Linked DNA regions of Mus musculus: region 2 is linked to region 1. The links are chromatin contacts, called in public ChIA-PET maps. All regions are on one chromosome and are shown on one strand. The core of a region is the stretch at or near the end of the contact, and the rest is flanking DNA. Distances in the headings are between cores, read along the strand shown. Region 1 overlaps Cdk6 (cyclin-dependent kinase 6). Region 2 holds the start of Fam133b (family with sequence similarity 133, member B).

Region 1 (5,218 bases), core at 1,975-4,474:
GCTGGCTGTTTGTATTGTTTGGACCTCCTGCTGCTAGGGTGGGGGTGTGGAGAACAAGCACACAGCCCACAGAACCCTCGGCTTTTCTGCTGACCTGATGTCCTCTAACAAAACATTACTGGAATAATGGGTATCCTACCCATTGTAATTCTTAATGGCTGCTTCCTGTTCACAGTCTCAATTTAACTTGCTGCTCCGAAGCTATAGCACGGGGAAACTACCTTCAACTAATGGATGGGATTACATTCATTCTACCCAGTAGGTTTGGGATTTCCAAAGTTTACAATTTACAAAAGTCTCCCAAACAACGAGCTTTGTAAACACAACCTCTGCCTTTCTATTGTAGCTATAATAAAAGGGAAATCTGTATTATTAGCTAAGCAGGAAGTTTTAAGAGGACTCTTTTCCTGTCAGGTTTCCCTGACCCCTGCACACTCTTCATTGTTTGGATACCAAATAGTTCCAGAGTTGTCTGGTACAGCTGCCTGAGGGCCATAACAAATTCTTATTTGAACCAGAGCCAGAACTTGAAATTGAGAAGGTCCCCTCACACCCCTGTATCTAATCTTGAAAGTTCATGAAGCGCTTTTGGTGGGTACAGTTTGTGCACCAAATCAATCTTCAGCAATTCCGCCAGCCCCACACTGCCGGACGGAGGCTAGGTGGCTCTTTTTTGCTCATGAAATACAGACTGTGTATGCAATGATTTGCCATCAGCTGGAAATGACAAAGTCCAGAAGTATTAGCTCCAACAGCAATGACTATGCTGCTAAAGGACATTGTGATTTTGCGGCATCTTCAGAATGTGTATCAGTACCTACCACATACAGGTGCCATACTCAGTTTAAAGTTTCTGAGGGACACAGGGCAAGTAAGGCACGTGGACAGTGTTGTTCAGTGACAACTATGCATCATGGATGAAGGAAGCTAGAGTTGGTCCCAGGAATTTCACTGCAATGGAGACTAAAACTCTTTATGCATTATTGGACTGGAGAGGCAAAATGCCTGCAGCAGCCGGTGGCCAGCGCTTTAGTCTACAGAGCACAGAATGCAGCCAGGACCTCGGGGATCTTGTTTAAGTACCTGAAGCCTCTTCTGTCTGATCTACATTCTGAATTTAGAAAAGTTACCTAAGCTGCTAAGTCACATCTCTGAATTTGAATTGAGACTTTTTTTATTTACAGTAAAACCAGCTCTAACCCCTGGCAAAACATATTTCCAGGGACTCACCTGGAAATAATGCACAATAAAAAGCAGTAATGCCAGTAATGTCTAAAAGAAACAATCATAAGACGTCTACAAATAGTTTGAAATTACAGACACCAATATGTGACCTCAAATGCATCCTATACAGTTAGTTATACTGTACAGCTAAAACAGTGAGTTAACTTCATGCACACTAGTAGCACTAGTGCCTTCTAAGTTACAGCTCCTTAACCCATGGCTGGAGCTCCATTTGGAGTTAGGTAGCTGAATACTAGGGTGGCAAAATATTTATTAACAGAAAAGGTTTCTGAACACACAAGGGCCAAAAATCAATTAAAATTTAAGAACATTAATTATTCCAAGGAGTTTCTGGCCATGACAAACTTGTGTTGCAGCAAGCATACTTCCCACTGCACCAGCACATGCTCCTTGCACTGCACACAGCATGTGTCCCCCAACTGCACACAGCACAGCCACTGCACACAGCACAGTCCCTTCCCACTGCACCAGCACATGTGCCTTGCATTGCACACAGCATGTGTGTCCCCCACTGCACACAGCACATGCCCATGTCCCTTTTCACTGCACACAGCACATGCCCCTCCCACTGCACATGTTGTCAGACTCCACAACACCAAGCAACCCACCTTGGAACTGCCCAGCCCACACGGGTATGCACCACACACACAAAGCTGTCTGTTTTTGTAGAAATATAGTGCTTTAATTATGGAACACAAACTCAATGCTTTCCCTATTGTCCCTCTTCAGCATGTTAAGTATCAAATTAGGTTCTCTGAACTGCGTTACAATGTTTCATTTTTAAAGCAGCCGTTTTGAGTTGTGGATGGGTTTTGTAAACAGTCATCAAATAAATTCTAGATAGGGGTTAGGACAGAATCTCAAAATATTTCTGAAGTGGCCCTAATCTAAAAATGCTTTGTCATTTTGTGTTATGTATTTATTCAAAATGGTGTTCTCAGCGTTGACAACTAGAAAATCAAAACGTTGACCAACTCTGAAAAACATAGAATACTGTCTTTTATATCACATGCTCAGCCAAGAGTTACTTTTTTAAAAAAAATAACAAGCCCGTCCACCTCCCTAAAAGCACAGTTTTGTCTTCAGTAAACTGTAAAACTGTATGTATTTCAGAGAACCATCTCACAGTATAATTATCCAGCTTATTACTGGCACATGTCTCACTTATGTATCTATTTTATATACTCATATACTTGGGGTTGCAGAATATTTCTTGGGCAGAAAGGGTGCAGGAGTGGAAAAGGTTTAGGGCGCACTGCTCTCTGTAACTGGACTTCTCTGACTCTATGGGAGACTATTGACTATTTACTGACTGGGACTGGCTCCTCCATTAGTTCATCATCCTGGCAACAGCAATGCCCAGCAGCATAGCTGACAGACTGTGAGTTCTTAAAGAACTCCTATTGGAGGGGCAAGGGAGGCAGTGCTTGCCTCTCGTGTGAGAAGCCTTGTGTGTGAGCCTCAGCATGCTACAAACAGAACATGTTGGCATACAACACACACCTCACAGGGCGAGGGCAGGTCCAACCTGCCCTCATCAGAAGGCCAAGGGCACCACCAGCTGCTACACAGGGAGTTCAGGGCCAACCTGGGACAGTTTTAGGGAACTAACTTCTATCTGAGGTTTCTGACCTGACCAGAGACATGTTATGGAGCAAAAGAATACAAAGGAAGAAGAGACAGTCAAGCCATCACTCACAGAAATCTGGAACCTGGGACAGGAGAGGAAATGAGAGAGACTGAAGGACTTAACAAGTAATATAAAGATACCTAGTTCAATTAATTAAAGGCTGAATCCAATGCCTAGGGGGATGCACCTCTGAAACCCACAATTAAACAAACCCCTTCCCATCAGCTATTGGTGGAAAGTCAAAATACACCACACAACAAATTAACAGAAACCTCAGGTGAGGGAAAGCCCTTATGCAAATCTAATGGGGGAGGCAGGAAGTCAGCATCCTGTGTCCCTCACCAGGGTACTCCTCCAGCTGTAGTGCCTACCAGCAAGTCCACAGTTCATCTTTCAGGGCCCTCAGCACTGCAAGGTCTACTTTCAGCTTCTACTTACAGGCCCTTGGCAACTGTGCTTCTGTTAGGTTTTACGTTCCCCCCCCCCCACACCCACCAAAAAGTGTTTCAAGACGAACTGGGAATCCCCTAAACTGGGCAAGTTTACAAGATGTAATTCGCACTACAGTAAATGCTGAGAATAAAGCAAACAGTACAACTTCTGTGTATGGAAACATTCCTGAATATGACCAGTGAGAACGGGTGCAACAGCTAGATCACAAATCCGCTACTGAGGATGGTTCCGTGGTAGATGGGATTCTGGGATGCCTTCATCTTGCTTTGCTCATATTCACAATGAACCCTTCAAATGAACGTAGAACAACAGAATCCAGGGCTTCCCGGTGTCCTGCAGCAAGCACTAGCTGAGTCTCCCCATTACTGAATGCAGCTCTTCAAATCTGGCCTGCACCAGAGGCAGAGAAGAATCAGGTTGCAACCTCACTCAGGCTAACTGCATGTTATTTTTGTGGGGGAAGAAAGAAAAATGATATTTTAAAACAGAAACAAGAAAACTCCTAAAACCCCTAGTTTTTGCGTTGTAGGAAAAGACAATAGCAACAAGGACAGAAATAAGCTCTGAGTTACCCTATGGATCTTTAGGTCCAGAATTCCAGGACGGGGGGGGTGGGGGGGTGGGAGAGGGCAGCACCTAAGCAATGAGGAGTTGGTAAATTTGGCTGAGTCCAGAACTAATGCTTAACCGTTGTGAAAATTCAAAAGGAACATAAAGCTGCTTGTGCCAAAAGAAGAAGCCTGCCTGCCAGCTGCACCCTCCTTGGGTCAAGATTTGAATAAAGAATAATTCACCAACCACAGCTACAGCTCATCACTGCCTTATCGCTTGAAGTCTCTATCAAGCATGGCAAACTTTTTAGCTTACACAGATCTCCTTAAATGACAGTTAACTTCAACCACACAAAGCATCTGGGTCGAAATTCAGAACCCCAAACCCATGCACCCGGGGAGAAGGGGACCCCAGTCCAAGGCATCACAAGCAAGTGAAGAGTACAGAACAGCTAACTTTAAAAGCAGCTTTGACCTGGAAGCACCTGTCCATTTGCCTTTCATCATCTCCACTGCATTCAGTGCCGAATCTGACACGCAGTGAGTGTTCAGGAAATGGCAACTGAATGGATGGAAGTTTCAAAATGACAGCTCCGGACAAGGTCGGGGCAAAGCAGAAGAGAAGGTGCTCCGAGCCCCTAGCGAGCAAGCCTCTGTAACTGAGGCTGAAGCAAGGAGGCCAGAGCCGCCATCCTGCATTCATTGTGAAACTCTTACGTGTGTGTTCCCGGTTTGCCACCTAACTTGTACAGATTCTCACTGACATCTTAGTGTTCACACAGCAGCAGCCCTACAGGATGGTCCTTGTTTTTGACATGTGCCACCATTCATAAAGCCAAAAGGCAAAACCAAGAGAAATATCCATCAACTAATGGAGAAAGAAATGTATCACACCAGTGCATGGAATCTTACTTGGTAACAAAAAGAAATATAGATACATAATATGCTGGATAAACCTCGAAAAGATTCTGCTAAATGAAAGAATCCAGTCGTGAAAGTGGCGTGATTCCATTCGTATGAAGTGTAGAGAAACAGGCTGGACACAGAGTCAAAAATAGACTGAGATAGGATTGGAGCACAGAGGTTGCTGGGAGAAAAGGGAACAAACGCTTATGTCCACTTGGTTTCTTTTGAGAGGGATGAAAACATTCTAAATTTAGGTCATGGGGATAGTTACACAATCGTGGTAAACGAACTGGCATGATCACTAAACGACACACTTGCACAGGTGAACTTTATGGTGTTCACACTGTATCTTTATGAAGATGCTTAAATACAAGTCAAAACAAATAAGAGGAAAAGACCAGCAGAGAAAGGCTTTGTACAGTGTTGGGAGCAG
Region 2 (5,218 bases), core at 1,794-4,293, 160 kb before region 1:
GGCACACACAACCCCACACATACACATACAAAAAATTAAAGTGTAATAAAAATTACAAAAACAAATACTTTTTGTAAGTCACATATTCATATTACATATGACTATAAATGTCTGTGGCTCCAAACTACTGTATAAGTTCAAGTAAAAGAAAATGATTTGATATTGTAACTCAAGGGAATACACACATGTGGAGACACCAAGAGAGCACTGCAGTTTGATGCTAAAGGGATGGGCAGACTCTGAGTCATTGCTCTACTTTTACCTAAAGAATGTATCCACAGGTTATCAAAAAGAATATGAAGCAAGCATCCAGAAAACAACAGGAACTAAGGCACTTTGAGCTTCAGCCCTTTACAGATACCAATGCAGGACTGTAACAAAAGTACTTTGGTCTTGCCAGATACTGGTAACAGGAGGCTACCCATGCGTGGGAGTGCAGGCAGGCAAGCTTTCACACATGCACAGAACTCTCTGTCCCTTCAAGTGTTCTGTGAACCCAAAGCTTCTCTAAGAAGGGCTGGAGAGATGGCTCATAGGTTAAAGTGCACACTTGTAAAGGACTCAAGTTCAGTTCTCAGTAGCTTCAAAGGCTGTAAGTACAACTTCCAAAACAAACAAACAAACTCCACAACAGAACAAAATAAAAATTACAGTTCAGGAGAGAGAGAGAGGGCTCAACTCACCAAAACATTTTTATACCCAAGTCTGAGGACCTGAGTTTGATCCTGGTAATCTACATGGTAAAGGAAAAATTCTTGCAAGTTGCTTGCTGGCCTTCATAAGCTTACCGTGGTAGGTGTGCACACAGACACACAAAATCAATAAATATGAATAAAGCCAAAACAACTGTTCAACACGAGATCTAAAGGGGTTTCTGTTTGTTTTTAATTTGCATCTATCTTTGTGTCCCTGTGTGTAGCGGTCACAGATATCACAAGAGGGCTCTGGATCTCCTGGAGCTGGCATTATAGTGGGCTGATGTAGGTACTGGGAACGCAACTTCAGCCCTCTGCAAGAGCAGCACAGACTAGGCCTCTGGCTCTTGCTTTTAATCCCAATATTCCACAGGCAGAGCAGGCACAGGCCAGCCTAGTCAGGTCAGTCAGGGACAAACACAGAGACCATCTCAAAACAAGCAAGCAAGCAAATATTAATAGGAAGGAAGAACGGAAGGATGGACGAATGGACGGATGGATGGACAGTGGCCTGTGCTCCTACTCTCCAAGCATTACCCCAGTCCTCTAAAGGATTGGTTGCTTTGCTTTTGTTTTGTTTTGTGTTTTTTAATCCCCAATCCTATAATCTTTAAAACCATGAGGGCATCACCAATGTAAGAAAAAGAACTGGATTGCCTCTCAATTTCTGGAGAACAACAACAAACGTCAGAACAGGTAGTATTTTCAGAGGCAGACACTCAAACTCTAGTCCTGGAAAACTATGGAGCTAGTAAAGAGAACAGTGATTGTGGTGGATTGAGGAGCAGGTGTGACTGAAGCAAAGTCTTTCAAAGTGGTGGCAATGCATCATAGTGGCTGATGTCATTAGTAACGTGTCTAAAGACACACTATGCACAGTATCATAGGATTATGTGATTCCTGAAAGATAACTGCACGTTCACCTGTATCTCTACGGTGGGGGATGTTGATGATGGAGAAGCTGTCTATGTGTGGGACCAGGATGTATAGGATAGCTGTGGTTTAAAAGTCCTGTTAAAAAGTGAGACTTTGGGGCTGGTGGTGGTGTGGGGGGCTGGGGGAGATATCAAGATCCATGAGGACTGAACCAAGTAGCAAATGATACAAGTTCTGGTCACAGTTTAAGCATCCTTACCCTGCCCTAAGTATTAGTTCTCCATTACATCTCCAACACCTCCCACCTTTTGATGTAATGTTTTCAGTCTTAGAATCTTTTAAGTGCAAACAAAATGCTACTAGAACATATTGTGCGATGACAACAGAACAGAACAGTACAGAGCTGTCAACACCCTCCAGTAAACGAGACTAATTTCATAGGTTTTGAAAATGCCTTAAGGAATGTGTAAATAAAAATTTCCAGTAAAATGAAAGTCTGGATTTCAGTAAGAAACTGTAATAATGTCTGTAAGCAAGCCTATAATCTTTAAAACAACGATAGCATCATTAATAACAACAAAACAAAACAGAAAAATCTCCAGGAATCAGGTGAGATGTGTCTGAGGACATTAATAGTCCAAGCACTATGTCGAACTCTGGATGCCCACACACATAGACCATTTCAACTGGTCTATTCTATTCTATTCATCTCAACTCCATTCATTCTACGGTCTCGTCCTGAAGCCAGGAGGAAAGTACATTCCTGCACAGTGCGAGCAAGGTTAGTGGCCACCGAGCTTCCACGACAGAACCACAAGAAACTAAAACGGACGTTTTTTGTTGTTGTTGTTGTTGTTTTTTGTTTTGTTGTTGTTGTTGTTTTTAAGACAGAGCGGGGAACACTGTCATTTCCCGGGCAGCTCTTTAGGTACCCACTCGCGTTCGCTTGGGCAGTTGCCTTTGTGGTCAAGCGGTGACTAAGGAGGACTCCCATTCCCACAGGTAGAAACTTGGGTTCAGAAGTCACTAACTTCCGAGGGCACTGGAGTCTAGAGTACCCCAAAGCCCTCATCCCTGTCCCCCACCCCCATCCCCGTGGTCCCGCTGCGCTGGGTCTGGGCCTCTCGGCACCGGCGGCTCCGGCTCACAGCCCTTACCGCTGCGGGGCGACAGGCCCCAGGGTCGGCCGAGCAGGACGCTGAGGACCGGCAAGGCGCACGCGCATCGCACGGCGCGGGGTCTCGGGGCCCCAAGTGCGACGCGGCCGCCAGCCCCGCCGCGACGGGCGACGGCTTCCGCTCGTTCGCCTGCCGCCCGGCCCCGCCTCACTGCTCCGTTTTCCCCGCCGAATACTCACCACGCGATTATCCCGTTTCCCCATGGTGGCCGGCTGAAGGCGCGGGAAGCCGCCGAGGGAGCAGGCCCGAGAAGAAGCCGAAGCGGCCCGCCGCGAGTCCTCTTACCACCTCTATGCCCCGCCCAGAGAGCGGCGCCCCGCCAATCCGGGGAGACCGTATGCGCCACGGCGCCCCCTGGTGGTGCGGAGGACAGCCCGGCGCTAGCGACCGCCTGCGGTTCCCAGGAGCTGCAGCAGGATTCCTGTGACCCACTTAACCATTCCTGAGCAGGACCCACTCTGTAGTCAAATCGGTAACTCAGTTCCTGGGTATCCAATGCCCTCTTCTGACCTTTGTGGGTACCAGGCACACGCACTGCACACCTGTAGGCAAACACATAAAGTAAGTCTAATGGAAAAAATTGTCATAAAACTTAAAAAAATGAGTCTGGGACCAGTCAAATATAGTTAAGACATAATCCTTATCTTTAAGGGGTGTGTTTATTAACTCATAGGGGGAGATAAACACACACAGGTTAGACTTTACTGCTTTGGTGCTATGGGATTATCTGGATTGGACTTAAACTTCAGAAGTGGTCTAGACTCTAGAGACTAATTAATACACCATATTCTCTGACTATTCACAGGCTTAGAAAAAGTGACTTATGGATTCATGTCAACATGAATGCATCAGGAATAAAATCGATCAGAATCCTTTCTGAAATTTTAGAAAATGGAAATATGGGACTTTCATTATACTGAAGAAAATCCTTTAGCCTTTCCCCAGACCTCATGGATATGAGGTGAGGGGTGGGTGGGTAGACATCATGAGTTTGAGGCTATTTTGAGCAACAAAGTAAGTCCAAGTCTGATCTGGGTAACTTAGACATTGTGTAAAGTAAAATTCAAAGGGAAAAAGGCTGGTATATGCTGCAGGATATGTGATCACACTGTGAAACCTGAGATTGTATTATTTACTAAAAAACAGTTGTTTCTAGTTGTGGTATGACTCAGCACTTAGAACACAGTTTTAATCCCAAACAGTGAAGGTAAAGTTAGTTTGTAGAAGGAAGCACCCATATTTGAAAGTTATGTGTAATTGAGTGGCAGACAAAGTGATGAATCAGAGAACAACCTGACAAAATAGACTATATAGAATATGCCCAACTGTCAGGAGAGAGGCAGTGAAGCCACTTAGGAGAGCAGTGCAGAGAGAAAGCGAGGAGAGAGGCAGTTTTACTGAGATGGGTTGAAAAGAGAACAAGCTAGACACGGGTGAAGACAGAATGAGTCAGAGAGTGAGAAGGAGCCAGAAGATTAGAACAGGTTGCCAGAGTTAACTCGGGGCCAATCAGAGCAATTCAGTCAGAAAGTGAGAGAAGCCAGTTAGAACCAGTCAGCTTGGAGAGGAATTTGAGCCAGAACAGCTGAATTGAACCAGCCAGTCAGAGTTCAGAAAGAACAAGAGAGGGTGAATATTTTCAGCAGTAACTTATCAGAGCCTGTAAAACATTCTAGGCCTATATTAGATTGCACAGAGGCTTCCAGGACCAGGCCTAGGTTAGCAGACTGAGGCAGTAAGCCTCAGAGATGACATTTAATTTAGGGAAATAAAAGTTTACGAGTAACACCAGTGACAGTGATACAGCATTTACCTAGCATGTGCGAGGCCCTGCATGGAATCCAGTACCTCAAAGAAAATCTTCTTCTCGCTGACAGAGACTCTCTCCTTTCTCACCCTCTATTGTTGCAACAGATATTCCAATCTCCACTTTCTTTCTTAAAACGGTCCTGTATTAGTTTGGATGTAATTGGTCTCCATAGGCCCATAGGGAGTGGTGCTATTAGAAGGTGTGGCCTCGCTGGAGTGGGTGTGGTCTTGTTGGAGAAAGTGTCTCGATGGAGGCAGGCTTTGATGTCTCCGACTCCACTATGGCCAGTGACACAATTCTCCTTCTGCTGCCTGTGGATCAACATGTAGAACTCCCAGTTGCTTCTCTAGCACCATGTCTGCCTGTATGTCACCATGCTTCCTGCCATGATGATAATGGACAACCCCAATTAAACGTTGTTCTTTATAAGAATTGCCTTGGTCATGATGTCTGTTCACAGCAGTAAATCCCTAAGACAGTTCTCGAACTGTGTTGAATATAACCCATGGTGGTTCTTCTAGTACCACTCAGTGCTGATTGTTCTTGGGGAACCAGCTTCACTGCCCACCATGGACTTGGCCTCAAGGTTTTATTTCTGTTTCTCCTTCCTTATCCCTTACTTTCAACTAAAGGTGATGATTAACTACTTTTGCTTTGTA

Evidence for each region. ChIA-PET counts read pairs in DNA pulled down with a chosen protein or histone mark.
Region 2: an RNA polymerase II ChIA-PET map of effector CD8 T cells shows a contact between it and region 1, with 24 read pairs. The contact joins the promoter of Fam133b here to the enhancer-like site in region 1. A contact is called at or near these places in 2 of 39 promoter capture datasets (embryonic stem cells and macrophages), 1 of 484 Hi-C or Micro-C datasets (bone marrow-derived macrophages), 4 of 115 datasets of contacts at active chromatin or transcription factors (bone marrow-derived macrophages, effector CD8 T cells, embryonic stem cells and 1 more) and 3 of 9 other capture datasets (adipose tissue, liver and macrophages).

The regions. Positions count from the first base shown.
Region 1 is chr5:3,381,772-3,386,989 of GRCm38.p6, reverse strand. All of the region lies in intron 2 of Cdk6 (cyclin-dependent kinase 6), which reads right to left. Among named protein-coding and RNA genes, the nearest start is that of Gm29868, 28 kb to the left of the region's middle. Within about 2 kb of position 3,224, at least 60 of the 459 cell types and tissues checked have an H3K27ac peak or open chromatin away from gene starts, as enhancers often do. A contact at or near this core is called in bone marrow-derived macrophages and effector CD8 T cells, where this site is marked.
Region 2 is chr5:3,541,658-3,546,875 of GRCm38.p6, reverse strand. It overlaps Fam133b (family with sequence similarity 133, member B), which reads right to left and starts at 3,043. Exons shown (of 11, transcript NM_001042501.1): 1 at 2,929-3,043. The coding sequence starts at 2,952.